2 separate regions of the Sminthopsis crassicaudata genome follow, and region 2 is linked to region 1. The links are chromatin contacts, called in public Hi-C maps. All regions are on one chromosome and are shown on one strand. The core of a region is the stretch at or near the end of the contact, and the rest is flanking DNA. Distances in the headings are between cores, read along the strand shown.

What was found. A called contact is a pair of places that touch in the nucleus more often than the background predicts.
Region 2: a contact with region 1 is called in a Hi-C map of hippocampus, with 3 times the contacts expected there. The contact joins the promoter of ZPR1 here to the promoter of SIK3 in region 1. A contact is called at or near these places in 2 of 2 Hi-C or Micro-C datasets (fibroblasts and hippocampus).

What each region holds. Positions count from the first base shown.
Region 1 is chr3:517,742,888-517,749,092 of ASM4859323v1, forward strand. It overlaps SIK3 (SIK family kinase 3), which reads left to right and starts at 2,472. Exons shown (of 24, transcript XM_074304183.1): 1 at 2,472-2,766. The coding sequence starts at 2,497.
Region 2 is chr3:518,077,958-518,084,162 of ASM4859323v1, forward strand. It overlaps ZPR1 (ZPR1 zinc finger), which reads left to right and starts at 3,089. Exons shown (of 15, transcript XM_074304193.1): 1 at 3,089-3,173; 2 at 4,380-4,793. The coding sequence starts at 4,602.

The DNA.
Region 1 (6,205 bases), core at 1,222-3,721:
AATGAGTTTTATTTTGGACACATGGAGTTTGAAATGCCTATAGATATCCAGTTTGAAATACCAATAAGGCACTTGATAATGTGGGATTATAATTTAAAAGAGAAACTAGGACTAGATATACAGATCTGAAAATCCTCTGCTTAGAAATAATAATTGAATCCATGGAATTAATGTGATCACCAAGTGAGAGAGCACAGGAAAAAAAAAAAAAGAGGACCCAAGACAGAAGCTTGGGGGATGCCCACAATGGGCTTGACAGATGGAAATCCAGTGAAGGAGCATCAGATAGAAGGAAGAAGAACTGGAGGGAAACCTAGAGATGAGAGAATGCACAGGAATAAAAAGATAATTCATGTCAGATGTTACAAAGTGAACAAGAAGGTTGGGAACTCAGGATCTGGCGATTAAGAGGCCTTGGTTAACTTTGGAAAGAGAGGGTGGTTTCATTTGCATGATGAAATCAGAAACCTGACGTCAGAGCATTTAGAAGCTAAACTTTAGAAAAGAAATAAAATTAAGGTAGGGATTGGTAAACGCAGCAGGAAATGCCAGAGGGTAGTCTAGTTTTGTGCTTATTCAGTGAATAGGTATGACAGAGAGAAGGAGGAGGAGGAACAGCAGAAGAGAAGAGGAGAAAAAGAAGAGGAAAAGGAGGAGGAGGAGGAAGAAAAGGAGCAGCAGGTGGAGCTGCCAGAACCTCCCAGGAGACTGTTCTCAGAGGTCTAACTTGACCACAGAAGCTTGTTGCTTCTTTCTCTCCCATGGTACCCTGGGATCCTAATGACCAGAGCCATCCTCTGCTCAGGGACCATCACTAGTTGCAGGCTCTCTGTTCTTGGATGGTCAATGGGCTGCTGCTCCTAGGTCAGGTCTCACAATCTCATTTCCCCATGGAGCTGATTTCAGCCTTGTCTGATTCTCCTGTGACCCTGTTTGCAGCTTTCTTAGCGCTGCAGTGATAGGCCGTCTCCTTCTCCAGCTCTCTTTGCAGCTGAGGCAAATAGAACTGTGATTTGTCAGTCACCCAGCATGTCAATGTCTGAGGCCGGATTCAGGAAAATGAGTTACAAACTTGCTGGAACAGGAGCAGGTCTGAATAGAGCACCTTGGAACGTGTAAGTCTCGCTCTGGGTGCAGGATGACCTGAAGGAAGCGAACATTGCAGGGAGGCCAGCTGTGACAGCTTGGGTGAGAGGTGATGAGGGCCTAGTCTGGTCAGACAGCGGTAATGGACAAAGGAAACGGGAGGTGAGGTGCACAGAAGAGGTAACACAGCATCTGCTAAGCGGTGGCTGGTAAGGCGCTGGTTTGGAGTCTCCCCAGACTGTTAAAAGGAGGTAGTTGTATAGGAAAGGGGGCGCCTTTGGTTCTGGGTTCTGAATCTGAGGTGCTGGTAGAAAACGCGAGGTACTGCAGAAAAGATTAGACTATAGACAAAGGCGGAGTGATGTACACCCCAAAAGTGTAACTGAAATCTGTACGCAAATAAAATCCCGGAAGGGGAGGAGGGTTTTGGGAGAGCACACTCATTAGGGGTCAGGAGAAGGAAAAGGAGCAGTTAAAGGGAGTAAGAGATAAGTATTTCAGAGGTGAATGAAAGGAAATTAAATAGATTCCAAATGAATGAAGAAACAGGCTGTGAGGAGAGGCAGTTACTTTTCCAAGGTCACAAAGCCGGTGAAGTGACCGAGCCCTTCCATTACACCATGCTGCTCACTGAGAAAAGGTAATTAATTGGATTTGGCAATGAGGTCACCGGTGACCTCACAGCAAGCAGTTTCTGGAGAGAGGTGGGGGCGGTGTGAGATTGCAGAGGGGTTAAGTGGTGAGTGGGTCGTGAGTCACTGGAGGAGAAACAGAATTTTTAGAACAGGAAGGGAACTTAGAGGTCATCTCCTCCGCGGGTTTTATTTTACTGATGAGGAAACTGAGGCCGCAGCGCTGAAACAAGTTGCCCCGTCACACAGCTGGTGCAGTGGCCGAGGTGGGTAACCCCGCCGATGGTGGGCCGGGCTAAACATCACTCTGAGACGCCCCGGCAGGGTCCCCGTGAAATCTAGGGCACACGTGGAGGAGAGGGTGGGAACCAGTGTCAAACACGGGGATGATTTCTGGAAGCGTGGTGAGGTCGGGGAGGGAGTGAGGGAGGTCTTTTGGAGAAGACGAGTCACGTGGACAGAGCGAACTGTAACTGGAACTTGGCTGGCACGCTCCGGGTAGCCGCAGCCTGGGCCCCAGAGGAGGGCGCTTGGGAGCCGGCGCCCAGCAAACCTGGGCCCACGCGGGGAGGCAGAGCGCACCGATGACGTCACGGTTGCCATGGCTCCGGGCAGTGACGCGAATCGGCACGTGACGAACGGTTGCCATGGCGCTGGGCGCCGGGCGGCGCGGGAGCCCCGCCTACCCAGTGACGTATTCCCCGCTTCCCCCTCCTTTCCCGCCCCCCTGCCCCCCTCCCGGCTCCCCGCGGTCCCGGAGGTTTCTCTGCACAACAAGATGGCGGCGGCGGCGGCAAGCGGAGCTGGCGGGGCTGCTGGGGCCGGGGCCGGGGGAGTCGGTCCGGCCGCTCGTCTGCTGCCCCCGCCAGCTGCCGGACCCCCGGCTGCGCCCGCCCCGGTGCCCTCTGCCGGCACCCCGCGCCCCCCAGCCCCGGCCCCCCGCGGGCCGATGCCAGCCCGTATCGGCTACTACGAGATCGACCGCACCATCGGCAAGGGCAACTTCGCCGTGGTCAAGCGGGCCACGCACCTCGTCACCAAGGCCAAGGTAGTGAGCGGCGCGGGGCTGTGCGGGCGTGCAGCCGGGCCGGGCCGGCGGGAGCTGCCGGCTAGCCTGCGTCGGCGGAGCCAGGGGGAGCGGCGAGGAGCCGGCGGGGGCAGGGGCGCTCTCGCCCCGGGGCGGGGGGCAGCGGGCACGGGGGACGGGGCGAGAGGCCAGAGGTGTGAAGGGCAGGCGCCGACCCGGGGCAGCGGGAGCGCTCGCGCCTGGGAGGTGGGGGCGGGCGAGACGGGGAGAGAGACACCGGCTGCAGAAAAGCGAGGGGAAGTCACTGGGGACCAGGAAGCGGGGAAGCCCGGGGGGCCGGCGGACGCGTCCGCGGGGAGCCCCGGGAGCTGCTGACGCCCGGGAGCCCGGCAGCCCCTGCTGGCGGGGGCCGGAGGACCACCCGGTGCCCGGGGCTGGGAGGAGATGAGGACCGCGGGATGGTCTTTCAGGAAACGGGGAGATGCCCCTGACGGGGGCGCGGGGGCCGTAGAGGGGTCATCCCAGCCTGAAAAGCGCTTGGCGTGGGAGACCGAGGCTCAGCGCCCCCTGCCCCGTTGTGATGGAGCGGTGGGAAGCAGGGGATCGGACCCACTCTGGGTAATTGGCGAACAGATTGACCCTGGACTTGGGGTGTCATCAGTGGGGTCGGATCCAGGGCTAAGAGGTTCGAGGTGACCCAGAATGTCAGGGTGTCGGGCACGGGGTGGGGGGTTAGATTCACGGAGGAGAGAGCGCCGTACCTGCCTGTACGGGTCTGGAAAGGGGGCGACCACTTCCTGAAGGACCCAGAGATAGGGAATGTGGACATGGCACTCCGTGAGTCTTGATTTCTCAAGGAGATAGTGCCTGGGAAGATAGCGGCGGAATTTGAGGAGAGGTTCTTCCAGGGCAAGGGAAAAGGAAACCTGGGGTTAAGCGTTGGGGTTGGGGTGCGCATCAGTAGGGAAGTAGCCTTTCACCAAGGCAGTGGGGAGTTTGTTGGAACAGGGGTATCAGTGTTGCGGGTTTCACCTCCCCCAGGTGGATGTTGGTTCCCTCTTCCCCCCCCCCCCCCATTTCTCTTTTGGAGAAAGGAGGAGCAGCACCTTCCTGCAGCCTCCTCTCTTGGGCATTGTTTGAATTTGAAATCAGGTGGATTTTTTTGAATTTGATAGAGCTTACAAACTCCCATCTTTTCTGTTGCCAGGAAACAGCCTGTTGTTTTTCTCTGAGATTCTCAGTCTCTTAGGTCCTTATTTTCTTGGGTCATTCTCACTTGAATTTTCTGCTGCAGATAATTTCACCAGAAGTTCCAATCCTTGGGTCCCTGAAACCCCATGGGATCTGTGGGATTGATTTCAGGAAATCTTTGAACTTAAAACTTTTAATATATTGAGAATCATTTCGGTATCATTGGTTTCTCTTATAAGCAGTGTATTTGATGTTATACATTTAAGAGCATTCTAAGAAAGTGCAGGCTGACAAAGAAGTTCATGATACACAAAAAAGGTTAAAAATCACTAATCCAGGCCAACTGAGTCATTGGGGGGGGGATGGGACCCAAAGAAACCCACGTGATTTGCCTAAGGTCATATAGCTGATAGAACCAAGAGTCCAAATTTTCCGACTACTAATGGGCTTTAGAATATACACAGTCATTCTGTTTATTTTTCTCCACTTTAACTTGTGACTTGATTCGAACCCCCATGGTTACTGACTCTTCTGCCAAAACCTCGTTTTTTAGTTTTCCCTCATTCCCTTAGATTCTTTTTTCACTTATCTTCTCTCTCTGCTTATTATTGTAGTGAAGACATTTATTTTCAGGAATTAGTGGTTTATCTGGGCCTTTTTTCTCTAGCTCCCTTGCAACCTTGAAGTTCCTTTTTTTTTTTTCTTTTTCCTGTCAAAGAATACAAGAGCCCTTCCTCTCCTGGGTGTATAGCTGGGAGAGAATTGATTGGTCAGTTTCACTTCCTCTAGGGGACTCCCTTCAAACTTTTTCTTAGTTTTCATCCTTGGCCCTTGAGATCAGAGTAAAATGAAATCCTACAACTGTTTCCCTAAATTGAGGGTTTGCTTGAATTGCAGCCTAGGTCAATTAAACTCACCAGTCTCTTTTACCACTAGCACAAATAATTTTAGCAGTTCATGCCTAGTTATCTTGTTTTAGAATTACCTTTTTTCACTGTTAACTGATCATTTTGTATTCTGTTGGCTCTTGTGGGATAAACTCTTTGAACTAATTTATTTTATAATATCTGTGATTTAAAGAATTTTTTATCTCCTAGCTTTTGATTCCCTAAATATTGACTAAATTAGTGTCATAAACATAATTGCAGATATTTGATTCTTTTTGATAATGAGCATTTCTATCTTAAGCAATCAGCAAAATTGGAGGTCAGTAATCATTTATCTTCTTGCTTTCTCATTTTCCAGTATTATTATTTTTTCCATCGTTCTTCCCTTGTCTTTGGTAACTTTTAGGGTTCCAAAATATTTTAAAACATCAGATTGTTTATAAGAGGGTGTTATCATTTATGTTGGTTTTTATTTTTGCTCATTTGTGGTCTAGAGTTAAGCAATTTCTTTGGATGGAAATATTCAGTCTTGAATGAGACCTAAATGACTTGGACAATAATTTGCATACGTGATAGGACTGTATAACTTACTAGTTTGTGTTTATTTTATTACTGTTCTATAGTATCATGTAATTTCCCAGTTACTGTTACAAGGGACCTATCTTTTGTTGCTTACGTTACTCTGAAAATATAAGTAACTGCTTAGAATTGCTATGTATTTAAGGGGAGAGATGAATGTGACTCACTTTGGAAAGGGATTTCAAATGTTGACAACTTAGATGTGTTTAAGGGATGTTGATATATAATATAATATGCTATTATGGTCATAATTTTGTTATATAATGGTACTAAAAATGCACAGGTATTAAAAGTTGAAGAAGCTACTGCTTGTGTTACTCAAGTGGATAGATTTTTATCTATCTACTGCAGCAATTGCCTAGTCAGGTCACTCAGAACAGAAGATAGCCATTTTAAAGGTCTTCATCAGTATAATTTTTCCTTAAATTAGTATGGCCTTTGAGAAAAGTTCAAGAAGTGTGAGGGCTTTTCTCTACTTTTTTCCTATAGCATCGTTAGAGGTGAACAGTCCAGACTTTATTTTGAGAGGGGGTAGGTATAAGTATTTATTTTCTGAACAGTGGGATTATTTTTGTTCTCACATTTCAAGAACGTATTGCTCATGAGAAAGAACAAGAAGCTAAAATAAGCTTAATTTATTGCTTAAACCAGGCATTACTGAACAAAGATCAGTTAGTCTAGACCTTTCTCAATTTATTTTGTTAACTCTCACAGTTCCTAGATTGGAGACATTGTGAGGAATCAAATCAGAAGAGCAGATGGATCCTCCCCACATCTGCAGGTTCCTTTTGCAGTGCAGCATT
Region 2 (6,205 bases), core at 1,839-4,338, 340 kb after region 1:
CTTGTGGGTGGAGTCCCAAGTTGGCTCATCTACAAGATGGATTTCAAGTTGAGCTGGAATTTGAATAGAATTGTGAATGAATTTCTTTAATTCTATAGGGTTGGAATTCTTTTGCTCAGGACTGAACCAATCCCACTTAGATAATAGAATGAAACTGTCTTGTTTATCTTTGGCGGGGTCCCTCACTGAGGCAGAGTTGAAGATTTTCTCCTTCAAAGAGTTTTAGAGTTTCGGGGTCCCTTCTTCATTCCCCCCTCAAGCAGTCACCTCCAAACTCATTTGGGATAAAGGGGCAAAGATCTCTTCTTCTTGTAACAGCTTCAAGCTGGCAAGGGTCATAGAGATTTTGGGGGGTTCATGCCAGGAGGCGAGGTGTGAGGTGTGGGGTCTGAAAATGGCAGCAGGGCATCCAAGGGGTCTTTGTTCTGTTCAGTCGTCCCCAGTCAGTTGTCTCATGTTCTCCCGGCTAAAGGGTAGTTGAAAATCCAAAGTTTGAAGCCTGGAGAAAATAGATCTCAGGGGCAGATTAAAAGGGGGGTGTCGTCCAGGGTGGAGATGGTGACATTTGGGAATGGGGCCTTTTGCAGGATATGCATCAGGTCCTGTCTGTGGGCTGCCTTTAAGACTGATGACAGACCATCTAACACTACTGAATGCCAAAGAAAAGTAGAAGAGAAAATGCTAGGAGCAAAAAGTTCTTTGTCTGTAGTAAAGGTGTTAAGTAGCCTAGAGTTTAGCCCTTTCACTCCAATTTCTCCTGGGGTGGGTTCAGGATGGCAGGAATTAAGGATGTGACAGACTCAGAGAGTCAGGCCAGGTAGGAGGCCCTGATATCTACTAGGTTCCCAATAAACCACTAATGTCCATTGGCCTTTTTCCTTTGGGGGATTTAAGAGGTGGCTCCTCAATCTCACCATAAAATCACCAAGATGGCTTAGGCAGAGGGCAGATCTTAATGCTATGGGTTGTGGTCCCTTTAAGAAACTCATCCTTTCAGATGGATTTATTCCTTTCTGATTCCCAGCCCCCGCTGGCTGATGCATTGTTAATTCAAGAAGCTAGGACCTTTGATTCACAAATCCTGGTCAAAAGCATCCTTTTGAATTGCAACAGAAGATCCAGACCCTCCCAACCCCATCAGATCTGAGCCAACTTGGGACTCCACCCATGGGCCCCATTAGCTAAATCTCTCATTATACAAGAGCCAAGCTGGAGCCCTCTCTTTGCAGAGGTTCCAAGCATGGCAGCCTTACTCCTGGCTGCCAAGGATCTCTGCCCACTGGAACCCTGGTTCCAGTGCCCTCTTATCTCTACCTTCAACTTTACTGACTAAACCCACAATAAACCTCCTTTATCAATCTAGGTTTTCCGGTCTGTAAATTCCTTTACAGAGGACTCTCCTGCTGCCACTAGACCTTATTTAACTCTGTATCCTTGCACCGAATCCAAAGGGGTTGCAGGGGAGCTCTATTTGACTCCCTGTACCCCGAACCTGCCACTAGACCTCAATTAACCCTAGTTTCATTTAGGTGCCCCAAATCTAGACCTCGTCATTACGACATGTCCTGAGGCCCCCCTGCTATCCCCACTCTTATGGGGGAAGGGTGGGAGAGACCAGGGGGCCAGAGCAAGAGCAAAGTAGCAGTCTTACCCAGCTTATCTCCGGGAGGAGTTCTGGCTGTCCTGGTAGAGCAAGGCAAGGGAGGACTGGGCCAACCCCCAGATTCCTGCTAAAGAGCAGGATGGGGGGTAGCAGGTCGACCCCTGTGGTGTTCGCTGCCATCGTGGAAAGTTCCTTCCGGGCTTCCCCTATCCGAACTCAGGACGGGGACTGGGGTCTCCTCGGATAGTTTCCGGGACACCTAGAGCACGAGCGAACCTCCGGGGTTCCCCACCTAAGTCTGGGAGGGATTTGCATTAAAAGGCACCTCTGCTCTGAGCGTCTTTCCCGGGAGGCCGAAGTTGCCCTGAGAAGAAAAGAGCTGGGAGCCTCAGCTTTTAGTTCAGGTGAGAGAGTTAAAAAAACCAAGAGCTGTTCCTAACAGCAGAGTGGGAGAAACATCGAGGGCTGAAAATGGGCTCCTCCAGTTTGGGCGGTAGTATATTGGCCTTGACCCCGAAAAGGCTGGGGGGACCGGCTGTGTCTTGGCTGCTGGTGCACTGAGAGGCGAAGAAGCTCCTTCCAGGGCTCCTTGGACTCCAGGGAGTTGGGGGGAGATTGGGACCCTCTCAGCTAACCTAATCAGGGTTCAAGTTTTGAGGTTTTTTCTCAAGCCGAGAGTCTCTGCTTTTCTAAGAGGCAGCCTAAAGGGGAGAGGAGCAGGCCCCAAGCCCCAAGCTTTCCAACTCTATGGCTTTTTCATTCTCTATGTGTCCCGAAGAGAGAGAAAGATATGAGGACAACTTTAATTTTTGTCAGTTTGCAGGATTTTATGCCCCGAGCTCCCCAGGCTGAGTGGGGAAGCTCCAGACAGCTTCCACCATGCCCCGGGTGTCCAGCTGTCTCTCCCTGCTGTAGAAGGGTGGGGGCTTACCTGAGCCAACCGTCAAGTCAGCCTTCGCCAGAAAGACTGAGGTGCTTGACTTTCTAGGAAAAAAAGCTTTGGTGTCCTCGGTTCAATAGCTCCTCGGCCGCCTCTAGCCGGGGTCCCCACACACTGGCACCCCGCCCTTCTCTGCAGGAGGAGAGCAGGAGGGAGTGCTCCCTGAGCCAGGAGGAATTTGTCAGAGACCGGCTGTAGGGTGGAAAGCAAACCTAGAGAGAGAGACCACAGGGGTCCCCATAAAGGAATTCTGCAAGCTAGAGAAAAGGCTTTTTTACCTCGCCCAGAGCTTTTGGGTTCGGTTCAGTCGCCAGTGATGTCTGGCTCTGGGTCCTGTTTGGTCAGGGAACCAAAACTATGATGAGGTTTAGGTTTGGGGGCTCCCTTTTGTAGCGATGATAAGGTCTAGATTTAGGGACCAAATGAGATGAGGTTTCCCGGTGGTCAGGGAGTTAGATGATGAGGTCTAGTGGCAGGTTCGGGGTTCAGCTCCCCTGCACCCCTCGGGATTCGGCACATGGCAGGGAGTTTGGGGAGCCCCCTTCTGGCGGCGCAGAGTCCCTGTAAAGGAATTTACAGACCCGGAAACCTGGATTGATAAAAGAGGTTTATTGGAGGTTTGGGAGTAAGGTTAGAAGTCCTGACAGAGGCACGAGGTCTGGTTAGGGTAGAGGGGGCGGCACTGTATTACCCAGCGGGCTCCTTGGCCTGGCCTGTTAGCCCTCTGCAGGGAGAGGGTGCTCCGCTGGCTCTCTGTAACCGGCGCTTTGGCCACCAGCTGAGGGGGAGTCCCGGGCTGGCTCCTGCACCAGCTGGGCATCGGCGAGCCGGAATTTGAGTGGACTGAACGAGTTCCTTTAATTGGCTAGGCTTGGGATCCTTTTTGCCCGGGGAACAGAATGGAGCGGCTTGTCTGGTCCCCTGGGGCGGGCGGCCCCTGTCCGAGGCGGATTTCCTCCCTCTGGGAGTGTCGGAGTTGGGGCCCTTCCTCAGGGAGGCTGGCTGGGGAGGAGCTGAGGTTGGGCCGCGGTGGACGGCAGACCCCTACGGAAGGAGCCGGCTCGGGCTGACGGGGAGGAGGGGCTTGTGGGTTTGTTTTCCAAGGAGGAAGAAGAAAGCTCCGGGAAAGAAGGAAGCCCGGAAAATGGGCGGGGCACCGGGCCGGGAAGGTGCTGTCCGGGGGTGCTGACACTGTGCCCGCTGTCTCCTGGGGCTGGGGGAGCAAGAGTGACTGGAGGGGCGGACGAGTGGGGGACCATGTGAAGGATTAGCAGTGCGGTGAAGGGCAGCGGGGGTCCGGACCTCCCGGGACGCCGGGAGCTTCCGTTATCTCCATTCTCGGCAGAGGGAAGAAGTGAGGGAGCATCCGAAGGCGGCTCTTCCCGGTTTTACACCCGCCCCTCTCTTCCCTGCAGTAATGCCCAGAGGGAACAGCCCGAACTGCGAGCAGCGGGGACCCCCGGCCAGGGGACTCAGTTATGGGCGGAGGTCCGAGGTCAGACTGGGAAACCAAGAGGGAGAGGCGGGCGGCTGCGGCCGCCGGCCCCGAAAGAGAGGCCGCTTCTCCCTCCGGGCCCCGCGCGGGCACCAGGAAGCCCGGGAAATATAGCCCGGGCCTGGGGCTTCGGCGCAAAGGCAGCCTCTGGAAAATCTGGAAGGAAGGGTTCACGAGGAAAGGAGGACTCCCACTCTAACTTGGAAGTGTGTGTGTATGGGGTGCCTAAGACTGCAAGCACAGTCGAACAGACCCGGGAAAAACTTAGTGGGAGGGGAAATGCCTAGATCTCGACGCAGCATGGGCGGAGCTACCATTAGCCTCCTCCCTTCTTTCCTTAGCGTCTCTTTACAGGCACTTCCGGCAGGTATATGCATTTTCTCAGTCACTTCCGGCGGATATGCGTATTTTCTCCCGTCTCTCCAAAAGCTTTTATATTCCAGCGGGCCCTTTAAGACGGGGCAGTAATCTTCACACGCCGGAAGTTTCTATGAAAGGGAGGTGTGGCCGCGCCTACGGAGCGGAAGCCGGAAGCGGAGGCGGCTGGAACTAACGTGGTGGCGATGTCGGCTCTCCGGGCGCTGGATCCTGGTGTCGCGGCCGGGGTAGGGCCGGGGTCCGCCACAGCCGCCGCCTCCGGGCCTCCCGGGGGCCCCGCCCTCGCTTCCGGGAATCTCTTCCATCCCATCAGCGCTGAGGACGAGGAGCAGCAGCCTACGGAGATCGAGTCCCTGTGCATGAATTGTTATGGCAACGTAAGGCCGGGGGCTGGGGACGGCCGGGGCCAGACTTTGATGAGCCAGATTCCTTCAGACGCGCCGGGACTGCTTTTGTAGTAGCCGAGGGTCTGGGTGTTGATAGAAGGGGACAGCCGCAGGTGCATTTATTAAGCGCTTGCTGTGTGCTACGTGCGGTGACAGCTAAGGAAATATAACCTCTCCAAGTAAACACTGGGTTCTGTCAAGCAAGTTCAAAAGCTTTCGGGTGGAGGGGAACACCCCAACCGGGGCGTCTGGAACGGTCTCTTCCGTCAGGAAGCGGCTCTCGGGAGGGGGGAGCCAGGAATGCTGAGAGTCGGGGTGGTGAGTTTGGCTGGCGAAAAAGTGTTTGAGGGAGAATGATGGATTCTCATCCTGGAAAGATGGTCTCCACCCAGATGTTGAGATCAAAATTCCTAACCGGAATTTGAATTTTATTGTTTTGTGTCAGCTTTTCTTCGGCACTCATAAGACCAGTGGGCTCCTCAGAATAGAGGTTTTAAACGTCCAATGTAAAACATGTGGGACCACCAAGGAAGCGCAGTTTGTGAATAGGAAGCCGGCAGTCACTTTAATAGTGTGTAGTAACCAGTAATTGGCACAAACATTATTTTGGGATCTGAATACAATGTGATGGGGCATGAAAATATCTGTGACTTTTATCGGTGACAGTCACAGGTACTGGTCATACTAGAATTACTGTCATAATTGAAGGAAATGCTTAATTTCAAATTGGAGATCTTCATTCAGCTTCATGTACTCCCTGAAATCTATTCATAATAAAATCCTAGGTACTTTTCTTGGGGGGAGGGGGAGATAACTGGGAACCCTAGTTTAAAGATTGTAGAATCTTGGAGCTTCTTGGAAAGTGATACAGTTGATCTGTGCTTTAAGAATATTCATTTTCCAGTTGTACGGAGTATGGATTGGAGAAAAAAGGCATGAAGACCAATTAAGAGGCTGTTTTGAGAGTCTGGGCAAGAGGCTATGGAGACCTAAAAACTAGGGTATTTGTATTGTGGGTGGAGAAAGGAAAGGATGTGAAGTGTTGTGGAGACAGAATTGAGAAGAGTAAGAAAACTAGATGTGAGGCATGTGTGTGGTGAGAGAAAGGAGTTGAGGATGAAAGATAACTCCCAAGCTAGAGGAGAAGTGGGTTTATTAGGAAAGAGAATGGGTTTGGCAATCAGATTTGAGGCATTGAGGTGGAGATTCTGGACTTGAGTTCAGGAGAGAGACGAGGGCTGGAAACATGGATTCGGAGTCATCTGCAATGGGGTTGTAGTTTAATCTGTGAAAGCCAATAAGATGACTGAGGAGGAATGTTCAGTGAGTGAAGGGGGCCCAGGATAGAAGTTTGGAGACCCATTCTTACATCTTTCTCATTTTCATTTTACAGGTGAGGAAAG